Linked DNA regions of Mus musculus: region 1 is linked to region 2. Evidence: chromatin contacts called from public Hi-C data. All regions are on one chromosome and are shown on one strand. The core of a region is the stretch at or near the end of the contact, and the rest is flanking DNA. Distances in the headings are between cores, read along the strand shown. Region 1 has its middle 160 kb from the start of Gm23738. Region 2 has its middle 61 kb from the start of Tlr4.

What was found. Hi-C and Micro-C count contacts between places; a contact is called where the count stands out from the background.
Region 1: a Hi-C map of cerebellum shows a contact between it and region 2, with 5 times the contacts expected there. The contact joins two enhancer-like sites. A contact is called at or near these places in 1 of 15 datasets of contacts at CTCF or cohesin (pro-B cells) and 5 of 484 Hi-C or Micro-C datasets (cerebellar granule neurons, cerebellum, cerebral cortex and 1 more).

The regions. Positions count from the first base shown.
Region 1 is chr4:68,020,925-68,026,906 of GRCm38.p6, reverse strand. No RefSeq gene overlaps it. Among named protein-coding and RNA genes, the nearest start is that of Gm23738, 160 kb to the left of the region's middle. Within about 2 kb of position 3,951, at least 24 of the 459 cell types and tissues checked have an H3K27ac peak or open chromatin away from gene starts, as enhancers often do. A contact at or near this core is called in cerebellum, where this site is marked.
Region 2 is chr4:66,763,773-66,770,272 of GRCm38.p6, reverse strand. No RefSeq gene overlaps it. Among named protein-coding and RNA genes, the nearest start is that of Tlr4, 61 kb to the left of the region's middle. Within about 2 kb of position 1,357, at least 26 of the 459 cell types and tissues checked have an H3K27ac peak or open chromatin away from gene starts, as enhancers often do. A contact at or near this core is called in cerebellum, where this site is marked.

The DNA of each region.
Region 1 (5,982 bases), core at 2,702-5,201, 1.3 Mb before region 2:
ATCTAAATGGAGAAAATATCTAATAAAAAATTTTAAATAAAACATAATAATTCTGTCCTACAAGAGATTTCTTGTGCACTGATAAGGTTCCAGTGATAGGTGCTGGGCTCGTAGCAATTATTGTTTATTCATTCATTTCCTCATAAACCTTCACTCTAGGAATAAAAAAATAGATATTGACGTTTCCAATGCAGTAATTTAGAATTCAAATAAGGAAATGATTCCTATTTTTGAAGTAAGGTAGAATAGTATCTACAATTGGATCAGCGTGTCTGATTTTCTGAAAGATGAATGTCACAAAATAGTTTTGTGTCCTATTAGAGTCACCCATGGCGCTGTGAAAGACCTTAATTCCTAAGCCCTTTCCCATGTCAATGAGAAAACAAGTTCTAGGCAAGGAACCCACACTTTGGTGTTTCTGGTTTTGTTTTGTTATTTTTTTTAACTATGATTTTTGAGAATTTAATTTATAACCACTCTATCAAACTATTTCACCTCCTTCCTCTTCTTGCATTTCCTATTCTCTCTAAAACTTATGACTTAAATATGATTATTACATATGATTATTAAATATGCATTGCACATAGTTATAAATCTCTTACAGAATTCATTTAGTATTTCTCATGCATAATTGTGTTTAGGGCTAAGTTGGCATTGGATAACGTATCAGGGAATTTGTCCTTGAACAAAACTGGTTCTCTCTCTCAACAGGTATTGAAAATAAGTCTTCATTTTATATTAGCAACCTTGAAAAAATACTTGCAGCCAAGTTGGAATGAAAATTTGTATTGTCATTATGCAGATTTGGTATAATTAGACGTTAGACAATCTTTTTCTTGAGATTTTGTGGGTGCAGCTTCCCTAGAAGATGCTATCAAGGCACTGTCATTGTTTATAGGCTTTCCAGCTGTCTTTTCTCCCTTAGCAGTTTACATAGCACCTTCAAATATGATGAGAGCTATTCACTATGGGGTACGCTTCTAGACCAATCCTTCTATGTATTGATTCCTTCACATCTTTTGTACAAAGTGTGTGGTATCTTCATAAATATCATCTTACCTTCAAGTTATGAAAACAGGAAAATAATATTTGTCTATACTATTTGAGTAGCCTCAGGCCTGTGCACCAAACTCAAAGGAGGTTTCCCATGGGATTCTTTGTTAGATAGCCTATGGCTTTAGGAGGGAGGAATATATGGCTGTTTAGGATAATCCGGTTTAAAAATATATACACAGATGTATGCTATATGTGGTTTTGAGTAAACATAGAATGTTTCACTTCAGAGATTTCAAACTTCTTTATTATTTATTATTTGACTCCCCTTCCTTCTTCTCCATCGGTCTTACCTTCCCACCCTTCTCTTAAGCTGATACCCTCTCACCCAATTTTCCTATTACATTCTCTAGCAGCACCTCTGTGTTCTTCAGGCTTCCTCCATTATTTCAATGTAAAGACTGGTGGGGAATCCTGAGTATGAAATATGGTAGTACAAGTACTACGTGGATAGAAAACAGTCATGTTCTGAAATAAAGCAAGACCAATGGTCAGGATTTGGTAGCAGGGTAATGAATTTGTACTCATCTTGAATGTGGGAACTTGTTCTTGAGGTGCTTGAAGAAAAGAAAAGAATAATCATGCTTGTGTTTTAAAAGATCTCTTCAAACAACTGGGTACTGAATTGTAGAGGAAGTAAAAGTAAAGAAGTTGACACAGTCTTTGAAAAACACACAGTCATTAAATTGATTCATTTTGAGGGAATTCTTGCTAAATATTCTTCAGGAATATGTGTCAATTTTGTGTATGCTGATCCTCTGATTTTAGGTTCTGGAACTTTCAGTATTATAGATATCTCTCATTGATGTTGAAAAACTTACCCAGGAACCTGATAAAAATTCAGAGGCCACTCACTCCTCAGGAATAACTAAATATTGTGAGCACCAGACAAGATGAGTCAGGAGGATTTTTATTTGGAGTCTTGATTACAGGGTACAATCTTGTCTTCAAATCCCCATTATTCCCCAAGAGGATTATTTGAGGTTACTAGCAAGTTCAGGTTCAGACAGATGTCTTTGCTCCCACCTCTTACTCTCTTAATTCTTCTTTCCTTTATACATTTGTTTTCTTTGTCCCTTAAAAAACTATTCTGAACAAAGAATTCTCACCTGAGGAATACTGAATGGCAGAGAAGCACCTGAAAAAAATGTTCAACATCCTTAATCATCAGGGAAATGCAAATCAAAACAACCCTGAGATTCTACCTCACACCAGTCAGAATGGCTAAGATCAAAAATTCAGGTGACAGCAGATGCTGACGTGGATGTGGAGAAAGAGGAACTCCTCCATTGTTGGTGGGATTGCAGGCTTGTACAACCACTCTGGAAATCAGTTTGGCGGTTCCTCAGAAAATTGGACATAGTACTACCAGAGGATCCAGCAATACCTCTCCTGGGCATATATCCAGGAGATGCCCCAACTGGTAAGAAGGACACATGCTCCACTATGTTCATAGCAACCTTATTTATAATAGCCAGAAGCTGGAAAGAACCCAGATGCCCCTCAACTGAGGAATGGATACAGAAAATGTGGTACATCTACACAATGTAGTACTACTCAGCTATTAAAAAGAATGAATTTATGAAATTCCTAGCCAAATGGATGGACCTGGAGGGCATCATCCTGAGTGAGGTAACACATTCACAAAGGAACTCACACAATATGTACTCACTGATAAGTGGATATTAGCCCAAAACCTAGGATACCCAAGATATAAGATACAATTTCCTAAACACATGAAACTCAAGAAAAATGAAGACTGAAGTGTGGACACTATGCCCCTCCTTAGAAATGGGAACAAAACACCCTTGGAAGGAGTTACAGAGACAATGTTTGGAGCTGAGATGAAAGGATGGACCATGTAGAGACTTCCATATCCAGGGATCCACCCCATAATCAGCATCCAAACGCTGACACCATTGCATACACTAGCAAGATTTTATCGAAAGGACCCAGATGTAGCTGTCTCTTGTGAGACTATGCCGGGGCCTAGCAAACACAGAAGTGGATGCTCACAGTCACCTAATGGATGGATCACAGGGCTCCCAATGGAGGAGCTAGAGAAAGTAGCCAAGGAGCTAAAGGGATCTGCAACTCTATAGGCAGAAAAACATTATGAACTAACCAGTACCCCGGAGCTCTTGACTCTAGCTGCATATGTATCAAAAGATGGCCTAGTCGGCCATCACTGGAAAAAGAGGCCCATTGGACACGCAAACTTTATATGCCCCAGTAAAGGGGAATGCCAGGACCAAAAAGGGGGAGTGGGTGGGTAGGGGATTGGGGGTGGGTGGGTATGGGGGACTTTTGGTATAGCATTGGAAATGTAAATGAGCTAAATACCTAATAAAAAAAGGAAGAAAAAAAAACTAGTCTGCAGTTCAACTGTACCTGTTTTTTTTTTTAATTTCTGTTAAAACCACTAATCTTATTCAACACAAAATGAAAATATGCCCCTGATACCAAACATTCATTGGATTCAGTGTTAATGTAAACCCTCACTGAGAAGTAGAATGATTTATCTGCTATGAAAAGAGTGGTTAGGCTGAGCCAGTCCTGGGCTTGACTGCTGGCAGGGGTGTGATCACTTCCTGCACAGATGCATAAAAGCAGAGAGCCCTGTCACAGTACCACAAGGCAGATCGAGGACAGATCAGCTCATTAAGCAAGAGCAGAGGAAGCTGAGGTCCACACTGACATACACTCATCTGACTAGACACTTCTCACAGGGAAGCAAGGAGAAAGATGACCTACCCTGACCCTAATGAAGACACACAGCCCAGGAGGAGACAAGCAGCCACCCTCAACTTCCGGCTCTTGTGTTCTTTAGAGACAATCCTTAGGAGCAAGCAGACTGTTGTTTTTGTGTGACTCAACAGTGACACCCAGTGACTCTCTCTGTCAATCCCAGATGACTGCTCCCTGTGGATCTTCTGGCAAATACATTTCAGTCTACATTACCTTACACTGAAGCGGCAGCAGCAATCATGTCAACTTCAGTCCTAAAGGAGAAAACCATAATAATAAATCCCAGTTTGTTTTAACATAATTATCTAACTGTTGAAGCATTTTCTTCTGTGTTCTTGGCTCATGTGTGATGTCTAACACAGTATCACAGTGTGGCTTCGCTACTGCTTCAATTTGACATCAGGAGGAAGTGATTATTTCATTCACATCATTGATCTAAATATTATAGGATCTTATTGTCTTTCATTGTAGAATATTTGTATACACGTGTGCACACACACATACACAAACACACGTGTTCTCACATAAATAGGGTAAGAAAATGTTCGAAAAAAACCAAACAAACAATGGAAGTATGCAGAGACAGGAAAATAATCCTCTGAACATTGGTCTAGGCAAACATGGAGAAGAGATTTTTAAAATTAAATTTCAACTAAAATTGAATTATATCAGCTTTCTACTCCTTTTCTTTCTTCTAGCTCTTTCCGAATAACCTTTTTCAGATACCTTTGATGGTCTCAGACCACTACTGTCAAAACAATACGTGTGTGTGTGTGTGTGTGTGTGTTCACACACCTGAGTGCACATGTATGTTTACAAGTGCCCTTGAGTCTATTGAGGTCTTGGACATGACAAAAGAATCTACTATTGCCACTTTGATAGATGAGCATAATTCTTTATTACATTCTAAAGCTTATCTTATATCTGTAGTATATCCATAGCAAAAGCTAACCATCACAGAAAGTCACAATTGGGTACAGTGAAGAGATCAAAAGATTGTGGAAAGTCTATCCACAACGGATACATCTATATGGACAGACATTTAAAAATTTATAATATAACCCAAGGGAAATGACCAACATGCCCAGAGGCATGGCAAAATATGGCATCTGTTGAAAAAGTGTGAATCAGAGGCCTATTAGTGGAGGATAAAAAACTTCTGGTGGACTAGTGAGATACTTTCTGCAAATATTGAAGGGTCAGGCATTCAGAAAGGGAGCTTAGTGTTTTTATTTGGTCCCAGAGGACAGAGATTGAGTAACAGATGGAAGTTATATGGGCCCTGCTTTCCACTCAACGTAAAGAAGCGCTTTATACTGATTGGGTCTCCTGGGAAGTGTAGGAATCTCTGAGGGCAGAGGATTTTATGCCATCAAAAGCGTAGCCTAGGTGTATCTGTCATACCAATTCTACTTGAGAAAGAAAACAAAAGCAAAAAGTGAGTGGATATAGGAAAACTCTCAGAAACTTTAATAACTAAATCTGGGAGGTAGTAGTCAAGAATCCCACTGGATATTCTTTCAAAATATCAAGTAAGATCATTGAAATATTTCTCTAGTAATCATTTTAAATTTTAATTAAAATCTGCTTTCTTCCTCAGCAAACTAGCAGTCGTTTTACCTTAATCTGTATCTTAGGTATACGTCCCCTTTTTCTACCTATGTCCATGCATCTGCTACATGCACAAGAGATCACTGTTTAAGCTCCAGAAAGCATCCATATAATATTTAAATAATTTTCCATCTTGTTACTGTTTCTTTCCCCAGAGTGCCTGAGTTATACGAATTACCTGATACTTGGTACAGCCCACAGTAACTAACAGAGCCATAATTATAAAATAAAGATGCCTCATCCCAGAGAGCCATTCTGCAGGTAAGCAGTAGATAAATTACAGTTATCAAATAGCAACCAAATAGTCTTATGCTTTGGGTCACCACAACATGAGGAACTATATTTGGATGCATCATTTTGAAGGTTGAGGACCACTAATCTAAAGTGGACAAATATGGATAGAAGGTCCAGGGAGATGACAATGAGTACACAAAAGAAGGGTATTATCTTCTCAAACCCAGTGCCAGTCTCTAGGGCCATGTGTGGTGCTGAAATGAGGAGACGCTTTGAGGAGATTATGAAGTCACTGGGGATTTCATTGGGTGAATACAACCAGTGTCTTTACAGATT
Region 2 (6,500 bases), core at 108-2,607:
GTGACTTAAAATTTGAGTTCTGTCTTTGTAAAATAAAATGGAAAACGGGCACAATTTATGCTTACGTGAATGCGCATAGAAACAAAAAAAAATGCACACACACACACACACACACACACACACACACACACATACACACACACACACACACACCATCTCTTCTTCAGCACCACCATCTTCTGGTCATGGACCTTATGTTTTCCTCTCCAGATATGGAACGTAGATTCTTGCTTAGAAATTTCCTGATGAAGGATGGCTATCTAATCAGCATCACTCCCCTCTAGGACTGCTTCCCATAGTATTTTTAACACCTCATGCACATACCACAGGCACACTCAAAGCAAGGATTCTCCTGCACTCGTTCTTTCTCTTCTTGGAAGACTTATCATTTCTCAGCCTAACCTCTTTCTGTTCCACATAGTTTGTGTTTTGGAGCAATAGAACTATGATAGAAACTGAGGTGATCTCTTGCAAGAGGATGGGAACTGGACAGTGAGACACATACATGTATACAGCATCACAGGAGCTGACCCAATGTGCATAATACTCATGTACACATGATCAAATATGTGTATGTGTATAATCATGCTCATACATACAGAACACACAGAAGCATGAGTCAGAATCACACATGAGCATAATCCAAACACACATGCACACAGTAATTCTATATGTGCTTAATCTATACAGACATCCAGGCCCGCTTAATGACATATGATCATAGGCAAGATGCAACTATGCACACCCAGTCTCACATGCACATACTCAATGCACACATTACTGCACATAAAATAACACGTTTAGCATAACTACACACATAATGCATACATATACAATCTCTCGTTTGCCCAGACACAAAGGCTCCTCAAAAATTTTACAGTTGAGCAGAACACTGAGGAGGTGGCATGTATGGCTGGGCATTGGACTGGTGTCCCTTCCCACTCTTCACCTTTTCTTACAGGTGCACACAACAGCACCCAAACATTTATCCCTCCAACTAACACATTGGATAACAAGCTTCAAGCAACTGTTTCTTAAGCATAGACATAATCCAGACAGAAAGAAAACAGGGACACAGGAGGACAGAAACATAAACATCCTCTTACATGTTTAAAGTAAGTATAATTTAGAATGTTCATTGCTTCATCAGCTACACCTTGAGAAGAATTTTGAGTCAAGCAGAGCTACAGAATGACAGCACCTGTGTTTGATCTAAGGTTATCTGCTTGTGGCCCCTCAAGTAACTATGGCCTGTGGTCTGGAGAATCTTTACTTTCTGGTTCGCCTAAAGCATGCTTCATAAATACATTCTTCTCAACCCTTTTTGTGGCCCTGCATCTCCATCATGTGGGAAGAACTGGCACTGCACCCCACTTAAGCGTTCAGGAAAACTGAAGCTTAAACTGACAAGAGAGAACAGGACTTGACAGATCACGGATGGCATCTTCCCTGTTCCTAGTGATGGCACGGAGGACAAATATATTTAGGGGCTTTTATCACATATTTAATCCTTATAGCACCCTTTTGTAGAATGCTTCTATCTTCTATTTTAAGAAAGATACTGATGAAGAATCATGTCCTTTACCCAGATGCAGTTAACCTTTCTGACTTCCAAATCCCTTTCATTTTATTTATTTCACTTGTAGCACCTACTGAAATTATAAAATATGTGGAAATAATGCTCCTAGACTAACATATGGTACTTCTAAGTAGCAGTGAGTTTTTAAAATGTATTTTGAAGACAGCAAAAGCACAAAAAAATATTCACTATTTCCTTACCAAGTCTGATTTTCCTGCCTGAGTAACCTCTTCCCGGGTCTCCCATGTTTCATATCTATATCAGAACTATAGCTTTACCAATCCGAACTATGTGTCCTGGAGTAAAACACAGTCACTTTTGGGTTTTACCTAGTTGAATAAAGAGAATATTGTATTGCATCTAAGGTCTGATTAGCCCCCAACATGTGCTGAAAAACAGCGTCTCTCTAAGAATCCTCCAACCCTACATCACCAGATTCATTCTGCTTATAGACTGAGTAGCTACTGAGTTCTTAGCCTCTCTGACACACAAACAGCCATTGTTAAGACCATATAGCCCAGACAGTATAACCTACTCAAAGAGATCATTTCTGTAATATACACTCATTCCATCTTTTCAATTCTTCAGAGAATTCTAGTTAGTATTATTATGACTTGTTATGCTAGTGACTCTGGAGGTCCTGAGTAGTAAGATAGATCAGCGTTGCAATCATTCCCATTTACACTAAGATGCGTAACGTGAATATGCACTCAGTAAGTATGCAAGTCCATCATGATACGAAGTGTAAACAAAGCATGTTTTATTAAGAAAGTAGTATGGTCAGAGAATACATGTGCATTGAAAATACCCAGGAGTCAAATTATGAATCACATTTTGGTTTCTCTCAGGTAAACATGCTATAATTTGTTTAAACATGTAAATCAGGGGCTGGTGACGTTACCTAGGCTGTGGGTCACCTTTTAAGACAGAATTCCCAATGGAGGATGTTACATTAGCCAAGAGAAGACATATTTAAATAAACAAAATGGTAGCATTTGGAAGGGACAAAAGACAATATAGTGAAAACATTTCAAATCAGGCATGAACAGTAAGCAAGGCATAATGGATTGTCAGCAGTAGACCCCCTAGCCTGGCTTCAGAAGTCTCTCACAAACTATAATCTCAGCATCTGAAAATTCATCTTGCCACAGTGGCAAGATGTGAAAGCCTAAGCAGAATGCCCTTATGGTTGGTCACTTCCTATTATATAGTTCATTATAACAGAGACTAGTTTAACCCTGTTATAATTTTCACATTTTTCACAGATGCACACAATGAAAAAGTCCATGTCCTGGAAGGCCACTTTCTATGTACAATAATGGTTGAAACATGCTGTATGTGTGCAGTAAGTCATTCATTACAGTAACCACTGGTAATATCTTATACCCTTAGTAGCTCTAGACCTTCTACAATATGCTAGGATGTATCTACTCCCAATGGAGCCATTTGAATTATTATTACACTAGAAGTGTACAGTCAAGCAGAAGCTGGAAGGCTTTGCTTGCCACAGTGATGTTCAGAGTCTCAAGTGAAACAGTCACCACAAAGTCTTTAGAGTTAGTCAACACAAGGCTGGGAGTCATCATACTAATTACTGGCTTATGCATCCCTTCTGTGTATATTTTCCTGATGAATAGAGTTATGATTATTTAATTTGTAATGGACCAGAAGGGACTGATTTTACCATGGCTGATGGCCAGGAAAGAATGTTGCTGGAACCAAGAATTATTCAGAATGTATCTCAAAATGCCAGACCATAGCCAGGAGTTTCCTTTTCTTGTTGCCAGTATTGTGAATATGTTTTCTTTTTGACATGGAATGGTGGTTTTATTTCTTCCACCCAATATTTTGTGGGGGTAATCCAGAAAATCCAGAAGCTATCCTAGGAATTATAGAATATGGAGTTCAGGAACCTTGGAAAAGGCGTTTCTAGAGGTGGGAAACTGGGCAATGGTTGTGAAATGCTCACTGTTCTCTTTGAGCAGACCTTACTAATTCATCAAGTAATTTGTGTCCTGAGGCATCTGCTCCACTCACTGCTCCAGATTTATCAAGATTGGCACTTTAAATACAAGAAAACAGCAGAATGAAAAGCAGAGCTCAGATTTTCTGTTCTGTGTCTCTCCATCCCCCCTTTCAGACACAAACTTTATAATAAGAAGTATTCATTATGCACATAATTATTATTAATGAGTCTCCATCTCATTCCAACCATGTCCATTTATTGGAACATCCAAGGTAAAATCTACTCTTTGCCTCCAAGAGTTAATTCTGGGATGCATTCAGTTTTCTCTGAGCCTGGACACATTTTTCTTACACACTTTTCAACATTGAATATGCTTCTTTCATTTCATCTACGTGAAGTTCTACTTAAAACACATGCTGTTTATCGAGATTCCAGCTTTGTTTTACAAAAGGCCCCTCATCCCCAATAAACATTGCATTCTGTCTCTTCTGTTCTTCTCGTAGATTTTATTATGCATTGAAACTCAGCTTCTATTCTGCTACTTGCATAGCTGCCTATTAGCTGCACCAGGACACTAGAAATAAGACTCCAGGACACATATTTTATACACTGATTAGTGAATAATCCATGATGCTTAGAATATCATCAGCTACTGAAAACCCTGAGTTGGATTCAATAGGATCATCATCAGGAATAAAAAGTCAAATAATTAAAAGTTAAAATGGGCCTTAATATCATGTAATACTAGCTTGAAGACAGAACTTATGTATTCTTTTTTGGTAGTGGCTGAATGGAGTACCATCTTCAGGAATGAGGCAAGATCCTACTTTGGTCATAAAAATTCTTCAGGTCAATTGTGGTCTTTGTCTGAAGAGGAAGAAGTGGATATTTTATGCCTCTTCTTCCACCAAAGGTCCCATATTCTGCCTTTGGTAAATTTTAAAGTCTTGACAATACACTAGATGGCCTGAACTTTGTACTAAAACTATAAATTTGAATATTTCTCCAAATCTCTAATCCTTTGGAACTGGAGTTTCCTTGTAAGTTGAGTCTGGTAGTGATATTTCTGCTTCCTTCTCCAGGTCTCAAGGGTCACAGAAGGATTGTGACAAACAACAGCGGGTAGAAAGATATAGAGACTGGATCCCATGTGACATTGGCCTGAGAAAACTCCAAATACTTGAAAATTGAGAATCCAACAGTAAAATAATTTTCTATTTAGAAAGTGTCTCAGTGTTGACCTCGGGGATCATCTAGTCTCAGCCTGTCTCAGACACTTAAGGTTTTTTTTTTTTTGTTGTTGGTTGTTTTTTTTTTTTTTTTTTTTTTTTTTTTTTTTTTACATTCCCCAATGTTAGTGTCTTTCTATCCTGTGCCCTTTGTATTTAGCCATCAACTACTACAGCAACATGGGAAGTTATATTCCAAACCTCCCAAAACTGTGCTACTCTGAGTGAGAATCTGGATGGCAAAGGAGAAGTTTCCAATAAAAATTGCACTAATGGAGGCTCTGTGGGGACAGCCAGACTAGAAGAGAGGGACAGAAACTGGAAAGAGGGTTTTCTCTCTAGCTTTTGGTCCTATATATTCAGATCTGTATAAGTAATTTGGGGGGGGGGGTTTCTATTACCCCTTTTATCTCTCAAAAAATACATGAAAACTTTGTTTTGATTAACAAGCTTTAAGCACACCACTGGACAGATATGTATATATTCTAACCCTCTACAGCTGTCTACTTCTTGACTGTGTGTCCCATACTAGTCTTGTCCTGGCTGCTCCTGGTCCATCAGTCTCCTCCTGGTCACTGCCCTGGCCAGGTGCTCGTGTCCACTTTCATTGGGTGAATCTTCCATGGAGAGTTCCTCTCTCTGCTCTGTTTCCCACAAGAGAACACTCTCACTAGGACTGGCAGTCCTGCCTTCTCTCTCCCCATCAGCTTCTGGATGAGTCAGCTCTTTATTAACAAGTCCGAGGTGGTAAAAACAATTTTTACACAGCATTGAGACAGGAGATGCTCCAAGGATAATGACAATGCCAAGATCAAGATTGTAACCAGATGTCTAGCAACTGAATCCACAATGCACAACACCATCCCCCAACATAGATCTTCGAGTTACTCAATATTGGTAGTGTTTTCATTAACATTTCCAGAAAGCCAATCCCATTTTGTGAACTTGGCCCTTCTGTCTAAAAAGGTTCCAAATACAGTCATTCTCTACCTGTTTTGTTCTCTTCATAGTTGTTCCCACTATATGAAATTATTCTGTCTGTCTGTTAAGTCTTCATCATTTGCTTCCTATTCCAAGAATTCAAGTACCATGAGAAAAGACATCATATTTGTTGAGTTGATTGTTGTTTCCCCATGCCTGGGAGAGTGATTATAGAAGGCAGCCTGGACACACGTATTTGTTAAATGAGTAAGTCACTTCATCTGGTTGCGAAGTATGTCTGTTGAATGCATTAATTAATAATTACATTTTGTTGGTGGCAACTGATAATTCTTTTCCTTTTAAAGTCAAATTGTTTTTGTTATCTGGGGATGAATTATTCACGTTGTAGTCTATCCAGAAAAGTTCCTGAGGCTCCTTCATGTCAGCCTTATCTGCAAATTCAGCTCTCTAAGCAGAGGACACTCAGGGCAAGGAACTGAATCCAGTCACAGGAACATCTCCTTAGCACTTCTGCACAATAAATAAATAAACATACTCAGCGAGGTTTGTCAGTGTCTGCGTTAAACCTGCAGCTTGAAATGAAACTCTTTTATCTTCTAAGGTCTTCACTTCAGTTTTCTTTATTCTGTTTTCATCTACATTCCCTTTACCTCTTACCCCCTGTGCACACATCAGCTCAGAAAGAACTAATTTTGCTGAATTTTTCATAAGCAATAAATGGCAGATCAGTTCCTCGGGGTAGCAGAAGGAGGGAAGAATCAGGGCAGTAGGTGAGCATAGTTGG